2 separate regions of the Pan troglodytes genome follow, and region 2 is linked to region 1. The links are chromatin contacts, called in public Hi-C maps. All regions are on one chromosome and are shown on one strand. Each heading gives the region's core, a stretch centred on a gene start, on an enhancer-like site or on the middle of the called end of the contact. The rest is flanking DNA. Distances are from core to core; before and after follow the strand shown.

The links. A called contact is a pair of places that touch in the nucleus more often than the background predicts.
Region 2: a contact with region 1 is called in a Hi-C map of blood, with 4 times the contacts expected there. The contact joins two enhancer-like sites. A contact is called at or near these places in 3 of 7 Hi-C or Micro-C datasets (blood, induced pluripotent stem cells and stem cell-derived neural progenitor cells).

What each region holds. Positions count from the first base shown.
Region 1 is chr21:16,984,587-16,991,379 of NHGRI_mPanTro3-v2.0_pri, reverse strand. All of the region lies in intron 3 of SLX4IP (SLX4 interacting protein), which reads right to left. Among named protein-coding and RNA genes, the nearest start is that of SLX4IP, 42 kb to the right of the region's middle. Within about 2 kb of position 3,174, at least 2 of the 24 cell types and tissues checked have an H3K27ac peak or open chromatin away from gene starts, as enhancers often do.
Region 2 is chr21:17,058,709-17,065,501 of NHGRI_mPanTro3-v2.0_pri, reverse strand. All of the region lies in intron 3 of SLX4IP (SLX4 interacting protein), which reads right to left. Among named protein-coding and RNA genes, the nearest start is that of SLX4IP, 120 kb to the right of the region's middle. Within about 2 kb of position 2,576, at least 4 of the 24 cell types and tissues checked have an H3K27ac peak or open chromatin away from gene starts, as enhancers often do.

The DNA of each region.
Region 1 (6,793 bases), core at 1,925-4,424:
CCCGGGGACGGTGGCTCACGCCTGTAATCCCAGGACTTTGGGAGGCCAAGGCAGGCAGATCACAAGGTCAGGAGTTCAAGATCAGCCTGGCCAACATGGTGAAATCCCGTCCACTAAAAATACAAAAAATTAGCTGAGCGTGGTGGTGCACGCCTGTAGTCTCAGCTACTCAGGAGGCTGAGGCAGAAGAATTGCTTGAACCCAGGAGGCGGAGGTTGCAGTGAGCTGAGATTGTGCCACTGTACTCCAGCCTGGGTGACAGAGTGAGACTCCATCTCAAAAAAAAAAAAAAGAAATATGGAATTTGAGCGATGAGAATATGGAAATTTTTCTTCTTTATGCATTTCAGTTTTTAATTTACCAAACAAAAAAAGAAGTATACTAAGACCCTAGAAGTTATACAATACGGATTTTCATTTTGCATCCGCAGATGACTTACCCAGATTGTCCTCACCTTTCCCAGAAGGCTGGTTTGTCATTTGGGAAGGAATCAGAGTCACTACTTGCCTCTAGGTGGAGTCCACCGTCCTAACCACTTCTCAAGGTCTCCCTAACTCCTTCTCCAATGCCAGTCCCGAATCTGGGCAGAGGCCTGAGTAGGGGGAGGATTGGCAAGCTCATCCCTGGAATCCCAGGTTTTAGGCAGTTTTCTCTTGCTTCTACCTGAATAGAGGTAATACGCCTTTTTCTCCAAGACTGACCCCCTTCTTTCTTTCACCTTCCCTCTTTGCATACCATCTCACCCCATCCCACTTGGTAAGCCAAAGGAGCTCAAGAATCTCTCCCTTGGGAGTGGCAGCTACCTCTAGAAGAGCTTGGAAGAGTTGGTCTGATTCATTAAGCCTTTACAAAGGAGTCTGGGGTCCAAAATTGACCTTTGACCAGCACAGTCATCAACGCATCTGTTTTCCTAAAGGATTTTTTACTGAGGGGCAAGGACAATAAAGAACAAGAATCAGAGGCTCCAGGGCCCCTTCTTTAACAATGTTACCTGTGCTGCCTACCTCCCAAGAGAACATATTTTAACATGGTTAGTAAATGTAATATAGTTAATATTAATAAGATGTTTAAAATTACAAACCACTATAAGTAGTTGTGTTATTACTGGACAAGGATGATTCTAAATTAATATCTTCACAAGCTTGTAGCTAGAGTTTCGATCTTCATCAAAGCATATGCCTTTGAGTCTGAGACCCCAGGCTTGAAACCTGCTTTTCACATTCTCTACCTCCCAACTGAGCAAATTACTCAATCTCACTGCCTGTCACATCTGTGACATGTCAACAGTAACATGTACTTCACAGTGTTGTGAGAACTAAACAGGAAAAACACCTACTGAACTAAATAGGAAACACATGAAAATGTGAAAAACACCTACTTTATTAGGTAGTCAATCTTAGCTCCCTTTCTTTTGCTGTCACAAAAAAAGCTTTTAAAAGAGAGCTTGGCCGGGCGCGATGGCTCACACCTGTAATCCGAGCACTTTGGGAGGCTGAGGCGGGTGGAATGCCTGAGCTCAGGAGTTCGAGACCAGCCTGGGCAACACGGTGAAACCCCATCTCTACTAAAATACAAAAAATTAGCCAGGCGTGGCGGAGTGCGCCTGTAGTCCCAGCTACTTGGGAGGCTGAGGCAGGAGAATTGCTTCAACCTGGGAAGCGGAGGTTGCAGTGAGCCAAGATCACGCCACTCCCACTCCAGCATGGGCGAGAGAGCAAGACTCCGTTTCAAAAAAAAAAAAAAAAAAGGGAGATTGTAACAAGGAACACCACAACACACAGATTTCACATCTTAAGCAGCTGAAATAAAACGCCCAAAGAGGATGAGAAGGAGCCTATATAATCTTAAAATAGATATGTTTCCCAGCTGGTATCTTTGATTACTAATTAAGCTAAGGCTTATTTATTTGGTAAATGCTTACCAGTTGCCAGGCATTGTGTTAGAAACCTTTTATGTAACAACCCCATGAAGATTGACACTTATTATCCCCATATTGGAGAGAAGGAACCAAGATCCTAGAGATGAGAAGCAGTCAGGTCCATCTGACGACTGTGCAATAGCCTAACAAGAATTCCCTTCGGCCGGGCACGGTGGCTCACGCCTGTAATCCCAGCACTTTGGGAGGCCGAGGCAAGCGGATCACCTGAGGTCAGGAGTTCAAGACCAGCCTGGCTAACATGGTTAAACCTCATTTCTACTAAAACCACAAAAAATCAGCTCATGCCTGTAATCCTAGCACTTTGGGAGGCCAACGTGAGCAGATCATGAGGTCAAGAGTTTGAGACCAGCCTGACCAACATGGTGAAATCCTGTCTCTACTAAAAATACAAAAATTAGCCAGGCGTGGTGGTGCATACCTGTAATCCAGCTACTCAGGAGGCTGAGGCAGAAGAATCACTTGAACCCAGGAGGTGGAGGTTGCAGTGAGCCGAAATCATGCCACTGCACTCCAGCTTGGGCAAAAAGAGCGAAACTCCATCTCAAAAAAAAAAGAGACTTCCCTTCACAGTCAGGCCAGAAATCTAAGGAACACTGGTATCTTTAGAACCTAAGACACCCAAAACCTGTGTCTGCTCTTGATATGGGAAAACCCACATTAATGCCCTAATAAGACCTCTTAAACTTCGAATAATATTTGTTAGAATTTAAACTGAAGACTGAAGGAAGGAGCTAAGACTCTTGGTTTTGCAGAGAATTACTAACAATGCTGAAATTTGGAAAATCTAGCTTAACTGCAAAAGCATTAATGTTGGAAAATCTAGCTTAACTGCAAAAGCATTAATGTTATGTGGTACCATTCACTTTTATTAAACCCACACTTAGTTTGAATACTAGTTAATTTAAAAGTGCCCACAATGTTAAAGATAGTGATGGGTAAAACAATGTTCATTATATTCCTTCCCTTTAACAGTTTTACATTTTTCCATTGAGTTTTTTTTATCTACACACACACACATCTCCCATGATCTCTGCAATAAGAGGCTGATTCATGTAAATTTTACAGAAAGCACCCTTCTCTGGATAATTTTAACTTTTCCTAAAAATAAATATTCCAGTAACCAACCCAAGGAGGGCGCAGCAGATCAAGAATGCACTGTCATGGCAGGTGGAGAATCAGTCATTATGGGAAGTGAAACAGACACACGCGGCATAGGAACTGATACAGCAACATCTGATTGCATCCAGCAACCTTTAAAAAAGTAATCATTTTATCAGCTGTTGGTAGACTTTGCACAATGGCTAGCAGTACTATTTGGTGACAATTAAAAATACTAAAGCTACAATGCATTTTTTGTTGTGGAGGAAGTACAAATGGAATGCTGAGTCAAAAGCAAATATGCACACTCATAGATGACTATGGGACACTTTGCAATGCATTCAGTGCTTCAAAATTTAAGATTTAAGACCAGATTCATGCTACTGAAGGTTGGGTCTTCTCCCGACTCACAAGATCATCAAAGAGTAGCCATTCAAAAAAGTTTAGTAGAATGACATCCTCTTTGACACTTTTCTTGACTTTTACAATATTTGGTTTAATTATCATAACAGATATACACACACACACACACACACACACAGTGAGGGATGTGAAAAACCTTAAAACACTTCAAAATGCCCACCGATAATAAAACACATTGCCAAATTGTAAGTAAAGCAGTAATTATGACCGTCCTCATCCCCAGGAACCAAGAGAAGCTTCTCAAGGGTCATATTATTCCAGCTACTTCTTGGATGCCCCCGAGGCCTCTCTACAAACTGTAAGTGCTCATTATTATGTTCTGTAAAAAGGCCTGTCTATGAGACTGCCAAAAAGAAACTTTCCAGCAAAGTCTCTAAATTGTAAAGTACTATCATGTAACTTCTGGAGGAATCTATGCCCCTTTTTCTGACAGCTGTCATGCTCAAGGGTGGGCATGGGCAGCCATGTATTTACCATGTGACACTGCCCCGTGCCACAATCGATGAAGCAGAAGTGGACATCTGCCCAAACTCACCTCCAGAAGTTTGCTATTGGGGCAGAAAGTGCAGCAGTTTTGTAGGATATGTCACTTGGGAGGTGAGGAGCCACTATCTTCTGCAACATGAACAAAGGAGCAGAGAGAGGCCAGCAGAGGGAGAATAACAAGGAAGATGCAAAGACCAGAATCCCACTTCTCAAAGAGAGGCCCACAGTGGAGCTGCCTCAGGACCATGGGCAACCTGAAGCTACCTCCGGGCCCTCACCAGCTCAATAGCACACTGATGCCAGTATGCTGAGACAGTCACACTCCCTTATCATAAACTGCCCATTTCAAGTTCTAGTAGTTTGCGTGGGTGTTACTTCCTTCCAAAGAGCCTTGACTAGCAGTTACGCTAGTCTAAGCTAGTTATTATGACTCTAAATAAGACACTAAGTTCCCTTGGGCAACTTCTGAGATCCTCACTTTCCACTCTCCAGGGATTCTCATCTCATCACTGAAGGAGCTGAACAAGGATGTTTTTCAATGTTAAATTCTATGCATGACCTCAATACACCAAACTGATGGTGGCCGGGCTGGCGGCTGGAGCAGAGACAGGGATCTGGCTCTGGCCCTCCACAGAATGCAGTGCTTCCAGGGAACTCTGCTGAAAGCCCTGACTTGGATGCTCTCTAGGGATCCTGGCTTAGCCTTGGCAGATAATATTCCCAATGAAGAGCAGCTTTACTTGAGCGGCTCCACGTGCTTGCCCAAAGAAGGCAACAGACAGGGGATAAGGAGTGTTACTCAAGTCTGAGGACCAGGAAGCTGGAGAAGATGAGACTCTCTCACCACCCATGGCCTGAACCCATGGCTCCCTGGGGAAAAGCAAATGCTTCCAGTCCTGGATGGTGGCGCCAGAGGGAGGCCGAGGTAAGCTATGATACAGAGATCAGTGGCCAAAGGGCAGCATCATCCCAGGGAACACCCCCACCACCTCTGATTCAGCAGCCCCGATTAGATGGAATAAACTGCTTTTCACTTTGGCAGTTTGGCTGCAACACAGTGGTAAGGGAGGGAAAAAAAGGAAGTGAACAAGGCAGCCGGCAGAAGTGGAGAGGCCCCAGCCCCAGCCCAGGCCCCCAAGGCCCATCTGGCCTTCCTTCTGGGGTTAACCATGATCCTTATTTGACCACAAATGGGAGGGGGGGGGGGGAGAAAAAGGAAAAGACTCCACAGAGATGTAAATGGAGGACATCAATACCTAAAGTAAAGAAGGGAAGGGGGTCTAGGAAAGAATGGCTCTTAAAAGTAAACTCCAGAGTTCAGACATTGTATGGGGCCTCATTAAATGGCATTAATGACTCCCACGAAGTTAGGGCTTAGAATATATCTGCATAGCTATGTTATGTGATCTCTCAATATTATTTTGGACTGAAGAATATCTTGTTCAGAACGATGGGCTTTTGTAAGAAGCTCCTTCTTTTTTAACAACTTGAAATATTGTTAGACCAGCACACCATTCATAAGCTTTTAAAAAGAACTAATCAGAACTCAGGCAGCTTTGGCCAGGAATGGTGGCTCATGCCTGTAAACCCAGCACTTTGGGAGGCCAAGGAGGATGGATCACCTCAGGTCAGGAGTTCAAGACCAGCCTGAGGCCGAGCACCGTGACTCACGCCTGTAATCCCAGCACTTTGGAATGCTGAGGCAGGTGGGTCATCTGAGGTCAGGAGTTTGAGACCAGTCTGGCCAACATGGTGAAATCCCGTCTCTACTAAAAATACAAAAATTAGCCAGGCATGGTGGCGTGTGTCTGTAATCCCAGCTACTTGGAAGGCTGAAGCAGGAGAATTGTCTGAACCCATGAGGCGGAGGTTGCAGTGAGCCAAGATCACACCACCACACTCTAGCCTGGGCGACAGAGCAAGACTCCTTTCCAAAAAAAAAAAAAAGACCAACCAGCCGGGCCAACATGGTGAAACCCCGTCTCTACTAAACATTTTTTAAAAATTAGCCAGGCGTGGTGGCAGGCGCCTGTAATCCCAGCTACCTGGGAGGCTGAGGCAGGAGAATTGCTTGAACCTGGGAGGTGAAGGTTGCAGTGAGCCGTGATTACACCACTGCATTCCAGCCTGGGTGACACAGCGAGACTCTGTCTCAAAAAAAAAAAAAAGATACAGAACTCTGGCAGTTTTAAGAAGAATTGCAGAATAAGCTGCTTTAAGACACACTCTGGCAGAAAAATATTAACCACAATGATTATCAATATTTATGACAATGAAGATGAATATTACTAATAATGCCTAACACTTACTAAAATGGTTACTTGGTACTGTGCTCAACACTTTATATACATCATTTTATTTAACCCTCTCAATAACCAGTATAATAAAATCACTGCAATGACTGTGGGAGATACTAATGCTGCTGGTCCAGGGAATACACTGAGAACCACTGCTTTAGAGACAACAGAGATTTTCTTTTCTCCTACTGCCCTTAGTTGCTGAGCTTTCTGACCCCAGTGGTTTCAACCATTTAGCCTGTGAGTAGAAGTGCATGCCCAGTCTCACCTATCAGGCCTGGTTCACAAGCTAAGTACCACCACAGCGTATAACAGCCAGACCGAATGCTGGCCATGCCCCACAGCTATTTTTTTCTTCCAGACAAAAGTAACTAGAATGCCAAATAACTCAGCTGTTCACAGACCAAAATGCATTTTTCAAATTAAGTTATTTTTAAGCCTGCTTTCTTAATAGCAACAATGTTCTAAGGACAATTTATAACAACAAAACAGATAAACAAACAAACTTAACAGTTTTGTTTGAACTCCTGGTCTTAGAAAAATAAGCCAG
Region 2 (6,793 bases), core at 1,327-3,826, 75 kb before region 1:
CTACCTCACGCTATATACAAAATTTAATTTGAGATGGATCACACACCTAGACAAAAAAGCCAAAACTATCTTCCTGATCTTTGGAATAGGAAAAGATTTCTTAGGATCCAGAAAGCACCAAATATTGAGAAAAATAGTTGTAAAATTGTTAAATTTTCAAAATTAAAAATTTCTGTTAACGAAAAAAGCTCCATTAATAAAATAAATAGGTATGTTACAGACTGGGAGAAATGTATTTATGTATTCAAAAATACATGTATCTGGTAAAAAGGACTGGTACCCAAAATATGTAAAGAAGTCCTACAAACTGATATTTAAAAAAAAAAGCAAAACAAAAAACCTGAGTTTGAACAGACACTTCACAAATAGGATAAATGAATGGCTAATAAGAAAATGAAAAAAGTATTCAATATCATTAGTCATCAGGCAAATTAAAACTAAAACCGCCAAGAGATACAACTACAATACCCACCAGAATGACTACAATTAAAAAGACTGACATAACATGAAATGTTGGTAAGGATATGGAGCAACCCAGACTCTCATACTTTCCCAGTGGAAATGTAAGATGGTCTAACCACTCTGGCAAATGGGTTTGTCAGTTTCCTGTAGTTAAACGTACATTTACTTATCAACTGAGCCAATGATTCCCTCCCCAGGTGTTTACTCAAGAGAGATGAAGTATATGTGCACTCAAAGACTTGTATGCAAATATTCATGGAAGTTTTATTTATAATAACCCAACGTGAAGACAACCCAAAAGTCTACAACAAGAGAACAAATTGTGCTATATTCATGCAATGGAACACTACTCACCACACTACCGATAAACTCAACATGTATTCATCTCAAAAACATTAGGTTGAGCAAAAGAAACCAGACCAAAATAACACATACTGTATGGTTCCATCTAATATATAATTCTAAAACAGCAAAATCAACGTGTGATGAAAGGAATCAAAACAGTAATTTCCCAGGGGGGTAAAAAACTGGGTGAGAACTGTCACAAAGGAACTTTGTATGTGATAAGACTATTCTGTATCTTGATGGGGTATGTTATGTACACACTGCAATCAGTTCCTTTCACTATATTTAAATTATATATCAATAATAAACAATTTTTAAACACTGTGTAAAATGCACTCATACTTGTTGGCAGTTATTGAAAATGTAGGTATTACGTCCCTGAAAATGTGTGGGAGACCCAAATGAAGTTTACCGGGTAATAAACTGTGAAGCACGTTGAAAGATGGTTTCCTATGATGTAAAAGAGTGCACTTTAGTGTGTTACAGTTTAGTGTGTTGCAACCAGCATTTTATTTTAATGAAAGAGAACTGAAGATAATATTAGAATGCAATACAAAATATCAGTGTGTCATATGGTAAGATCAAGAATTGTTTTGTGAAATGTAAGTAAGTGTGTACTCAGTTATGATGGAAAGCCTATTTCTTATTGTGGGTTGTAATAAAAAATGTTTGAAAACCACTCAAATATACTGTTAAAGTTCTTCTCAACTGTTGGTTACAGAATTTAACCTTTAAGGAGTATGCTGCCACCAGGTGGAGGTCGCATGCCACCAACTACAGGATCTTAGCCACGGAATATTAACCTTTCCTGTGCCATGGACTTATTTAGCCAACTGTGAAGCTGATGAAAGTTGCTCAGAATAATATTTTTAAATGCATGAAACACAACACATAGGATTAACAAGAAAACCAATTACACTGAAGTACAGTTATCTTAACGAAAGAAAAATTTGAGACATAGGAATGTATGTCCTTGTTTATTAAGGCATTGGGTCTTGTCACATAGTGATGGATAGTGATGGATCTAGTACTACTACAAATCTGAAGTGGTGATAAGCATAAATGATATCTTCATTATCTGCAACAACCTTAATGTAATATGAAAAGAGCTATAATTTCTAATGGTGACAAATATTGCTAATATTATTCATATTTTTATTATGAATCCTACGTTCATAATAAAAAGGAAAACTAAATTTACTAGAACTTGATCACAATAAAGACGTAACTTTTTCCCATGCAAGTTCACTGGCCTCTGAATTCAATCACAGGCCCATTGAAGTTCCAAGGATTCTGGAATAAAAGCCCTTCCAAAGCGGTAAAATATGTCTCAACACATTTTATTGCAGGTTCCTACAGGTGCTCTTTCCTGATTTTTTAATCTAAACCAAGTTCACTGCTACCTTTTCATTAGCAAAACTAATTGTTTTTTTTTCTTGTAACCCTCCTACCACCGCAAAACTAATTCTTTAAAAAAAAAGGGGGGGTGGGGGGAGGGGAATCTTAAGCTTAAGCAACTTGAATTGATACTGTAACAGCAGCTTGCTGAAGAATTAACCTAATAGTAAGGTCCAATTTGGTATTTTTCTCACCATTTTGTGACTTTGATCACAAATAACCTAGTCTAAGTTTGAAAATAAACAGATTGAGTAGAATGTCTCTTTTTAGAAAAATAAATTGTCAAATCTTACTGTGGTGAGCAGACTTTCCTGGGGTTTCTGGAAGCCTCCACTGTTTGGCAGGCAGTCCCCTCCCCCGCAGGGGGCTCTCCCTCTGCAGCCTGCAGTTCTGAGCTCTCTCAACTCCCTCCCACACTAGGCAGAGGTATTCTGCCTTTCCAAAGTTCCCTGCTCTCAAAGCTTTGCTTCTTGTCTCTCATGAGAAAACAGAAGTGAAAAAAAAAAAAAAAGAAAAGAAAGCTTCTTACACTGCCAGCAGCACAGCCTCCCTTTCTCCTCCCCCTAATTAGGAGAAGGTTATTTCTAGTCTCAGAAGATCAACTCTCCAGCTTTCTCCTGAGAGAAGCAACATGGTAACCATCACTTCTTTCTCAGCCCAGAACTGGTCACTCTGCAGAGGCCAAGCCACCTCTTGAGCAACCATCAGGCTGCTAGGAATAGCTTCACATTGCATGCACTGGGCTGCGAGTCCCCCAGCCAGGGTCTGGTCTGGCTTCTATCCCCTCCACCCAGAGGATTCAGCCAACAACAGGGGTGTCACCCCCAACTCCTCCCTTCCCCTAACCCTCCAGAATCAGTCACGCATCTTGTCCATTTTAATTTTTTAGAGCGTTCTCACACACACTTCTCTCTTGCTCTGCTGCTCCTATCTTCTCCCACTTGGAAGATTACAGTCACTTCTGTCGGTGTCCTGGATGAACCCTCAATGCATATCTGGGAAATCTCTAACCTATAAATCGGATCAGTCCACTCCTGTTGCAGCTCAGAGCAGCAACTCACAAGCCTCTAATGAGGCCCATGTCTTTGTCTCCTGCACCTGACTTTTTCATCCTTGGCTTACATTACAACTTGCCTCGCTGCTTCCATGCTTGTTGAGATCCTATGCATCCTCGAACCCTAGCAGGAGTGTGGTCAACTCTGTGAAGCTATTCTGAACAGTTTCTCTTTCCCTGCTCTGGACCAGCCCATTCTTCATGTGATTATTTATTTCTACATTAAGTGACTGGTCCATGTAGGGCCCCCATCCTAGGCTATAAGCCATGGAGACAGGTCTATACCTCTGCCAACCTTGTATCCCCAGTGACCAACACACTACCAGCCCTCAGTGAATACTTAATATTTAATGAAAGGAAGACAAATGAAAAAAACAGATGACAGAACAAGTTAGCCCCAAGAATTGGGCAAATCACAGCCTTGTCTGCAAAGGGAGAGCTCTAAGCCCTTTCCAGGGACCAAGCCGTTACTATTCGGCCCAGTGCACTGATACATCATAGAACAACTTCCTCTCTCCCTATTCTGGAGTAGCGACAACTCTGCCATCAGCAACAACAAGCAGTCATTTTTCATATTTCGTGAAATGGGAATACAAGAATCTTAGGATTACTTCACTGGAAACTCACTGCCAACTGAACGTGTTGGTTATTTTTCCTATCTCTTTCCTAAGAATTCCAGAGGTGCAACTCACACTATTTCCAAGTCCTCAGAGGTGGGAGGTCTTGTCTTCTGTGTTTACATTAAATATAAGAATAAAGGTGAAAATATTAACATTTCTCACCCACAAAGCCATCTCTGGAGCAGACTCAGAACTCTTAAGAGATGTAGAAAGGTCCCCACATTCTCTCATGCACTCATTGATCATATGAAACACCTGCTGAGTTTCACAGGGGCACTAGCCAGGCCCTGAGAGAGGGAGGGGCAGCAGCTGGGCACTGTGGCATGTGTGACCATGGCACATACCCAAGGACCAGAGGGAGTGGAGTGACAGCTCTGCCTGAGGAAGGTGAGGGAAGGGAAGGTGGTGTCGCAGTCAAGTACTGAGGAACAGGGAAAGGAGTGCAGAAGGAAAAATGAATAACACCCCATGCAGAGAAAGAGCTCGCGTGCTTTGGAGACGGAAAAGAGTCTCAATGCAGAAACACAGGGCATTGCTGGCAGATGGGGCCAATAGGGCAGGAAGGCTCAGGCCACAGAGGGGCCCTGGACAGGCTGAGGAGGCTGGTGGGCTGGAGGGCTCTCTTGGGTAGGAGTGTGGAGCATGGGCGGGCAAGGGGAAATCACCGGAGCCAGGCAGACAGGTTCAAAGCCACTGCAGGAACCCAAATAAGAGATCAAGCAAGGTGATCTCGAGGTGAAGGGGAAGGGGCACATTTGAGGGACACTCAGAAGACAGAAGTAAGAGGATGTGGTTGGGTGTGAGGGAGAGGAAGGACAAGGGTGAGGCCCAAGGCATGTGGTCCGTTTCTACCACGCCCACCGGGTTTCCAGAGGCAGCTTACATACATGGGTCTGTCGCTGAGAAGCCACACAAATCATCATTGGCATTTTACACCTACCTGGCATTGAGGGTATAAGGCAGCTTCAAGTAACGAGGCAAAGATTAAAAATGGGGAGAATAAGTAAAGGCAAACAAGGGTAAAAACATATGAAACCGATGATAGGCCTGCACGAAATTCCCACCATAGTCCCAAGTCTCTGCAACATCTGGCTCTGAGATTCCTAGGTACAAATGTGAAAAATACAGCGCAAATCAGAGTCAAGAAGATGAGAAGGAATCCATGCTGAGGATAACTGAATCATTTCTGATACTACAGCTAGAAAGAGTTTCTCCTAAAGGCCTCCTCAGAAGACATGGAAATTTTCTTCCTGGAGTGTGAATTTTACAAAAAAGTTCTAGAAAACATATTAAATATTTTCATATTACCACAAACTGCATATATCTTACAATGTAAAATTTTATAGTGATGTGATTTTTAAACAATCACAGTTTAAAATATTGATTGCCATTTACAGAGCACCTATGTTCCAGGCACTGTGCTAAGTTTTACTCAGACCATTCAATTAAATCCTTGCCACTCTGGGTGAAGGAGCACAATGATTATTCGCATTTCGTAGATAAGGAAGCTGAATTTGGGAAGGTCTAGTCCAAGATTACACAGGCAGTGAGTGCCAGACCCAGGAATCAAATCCAGATCTGAGAGACTCCACATTGCCAGACATTACTCTGAGGAAATTTAACCCCTGTGGAAGGCTACTCAGGACACACTTCCAGCCTCATGTGGGAGCATGTTTAGGCTGTCTAGCCTGGAACCCACTCCCCTTTATTTGGGAGCTGGCCCCTATCCCCTCTAGGTGAGCAATGGCAGCCAAGTGTGCCCTAAAACAGCCTATGCCTTAGTGCCTGGTGACTGCACCAGGGATTCTCAACAGGGTCCCACAGCTCCTTTCCCTGGGCAGCCTGATTCCATGTCTGATTCCATTCCAACACAGATACGGAGAGCTCACTGTAGGGCCCCATGCCACTGTAGGGCCCCATGCTGAAACACAAGTGCAGTGAGGCAGTGAAAGCCTCACTGTAGAAAGAACGAGGTGGGAGGGGTGGTTAGGGAGAAGAAAAGGTGAAGAAGGGAAAGAAAAGAATGCAGCAGAGGATGACAGCAATAAACCCTGCAAGAGGTGGGGTAGAGCTGTGAGGGTAGAAGAGAAGTCTCCTAACATTAAGAATCCCTATCCAGAGAGTTAAAAGCTGAAGAAAAGTCAATGCAAGTGTGTTGTCAATTGAATTCCCTTGGCCAGTTACTCACCTGAAATACTGGCCCAGGAAATCCAAACTTGTAGTTTACATATAAGAAAGGGAACCAGCATACCTTTTGGATGGCATACTCAGTAAACTAGCAGACAGGTCAGGAGATGGGAGAATAAAGAGTCATTCTGTTGGAATATGCTATATATTTAGTCCAGTTGCAAAAATCTACTAATGGTGAACAAGTTGGCAATAACAATAGTTAAGATTCATGGAGCACTTGTGTGCCAGACTTGGTGTCAAGCCCTTTCTGTACATTATTGCATTTAATTGTCGTGACAACTCAAAAAGCAGAAAGTATTACCCCTTGGTGTTCTGGAAACACTGAGAAATTTAAAAGCACTCTTTCTCTTTTAGGAGATCGCTGGTGATCATGACTGGGTTTTGTTTGGTGCAGTGCCTTGCCAACCTGGCAATACTTGTCAGGTGGGGTACAAGGAACACTCCATAATCTCAGTAACAGAATTAGACACAGCCTGAATATGAGATCATAACACACAAAGAAGGCCTGGAGAGGCCGGGTGTGGTGGCTCACACCTGTAATCCCAGCACTCTGTGAGGCCAAGGCGGGAGGATCACAAGGTCAGGAGATTGAGACCATCCTGGCTAACATGGTGAAACCCCGTCTCTACTAAAAATACAAAAAAATTAGCCAGGCCTGGTGGCGGGCGCCTGTAGTCCCAGCTACTCGGGAGGCTGAGGCAGGAGAATGGCATGAACCCGGGAG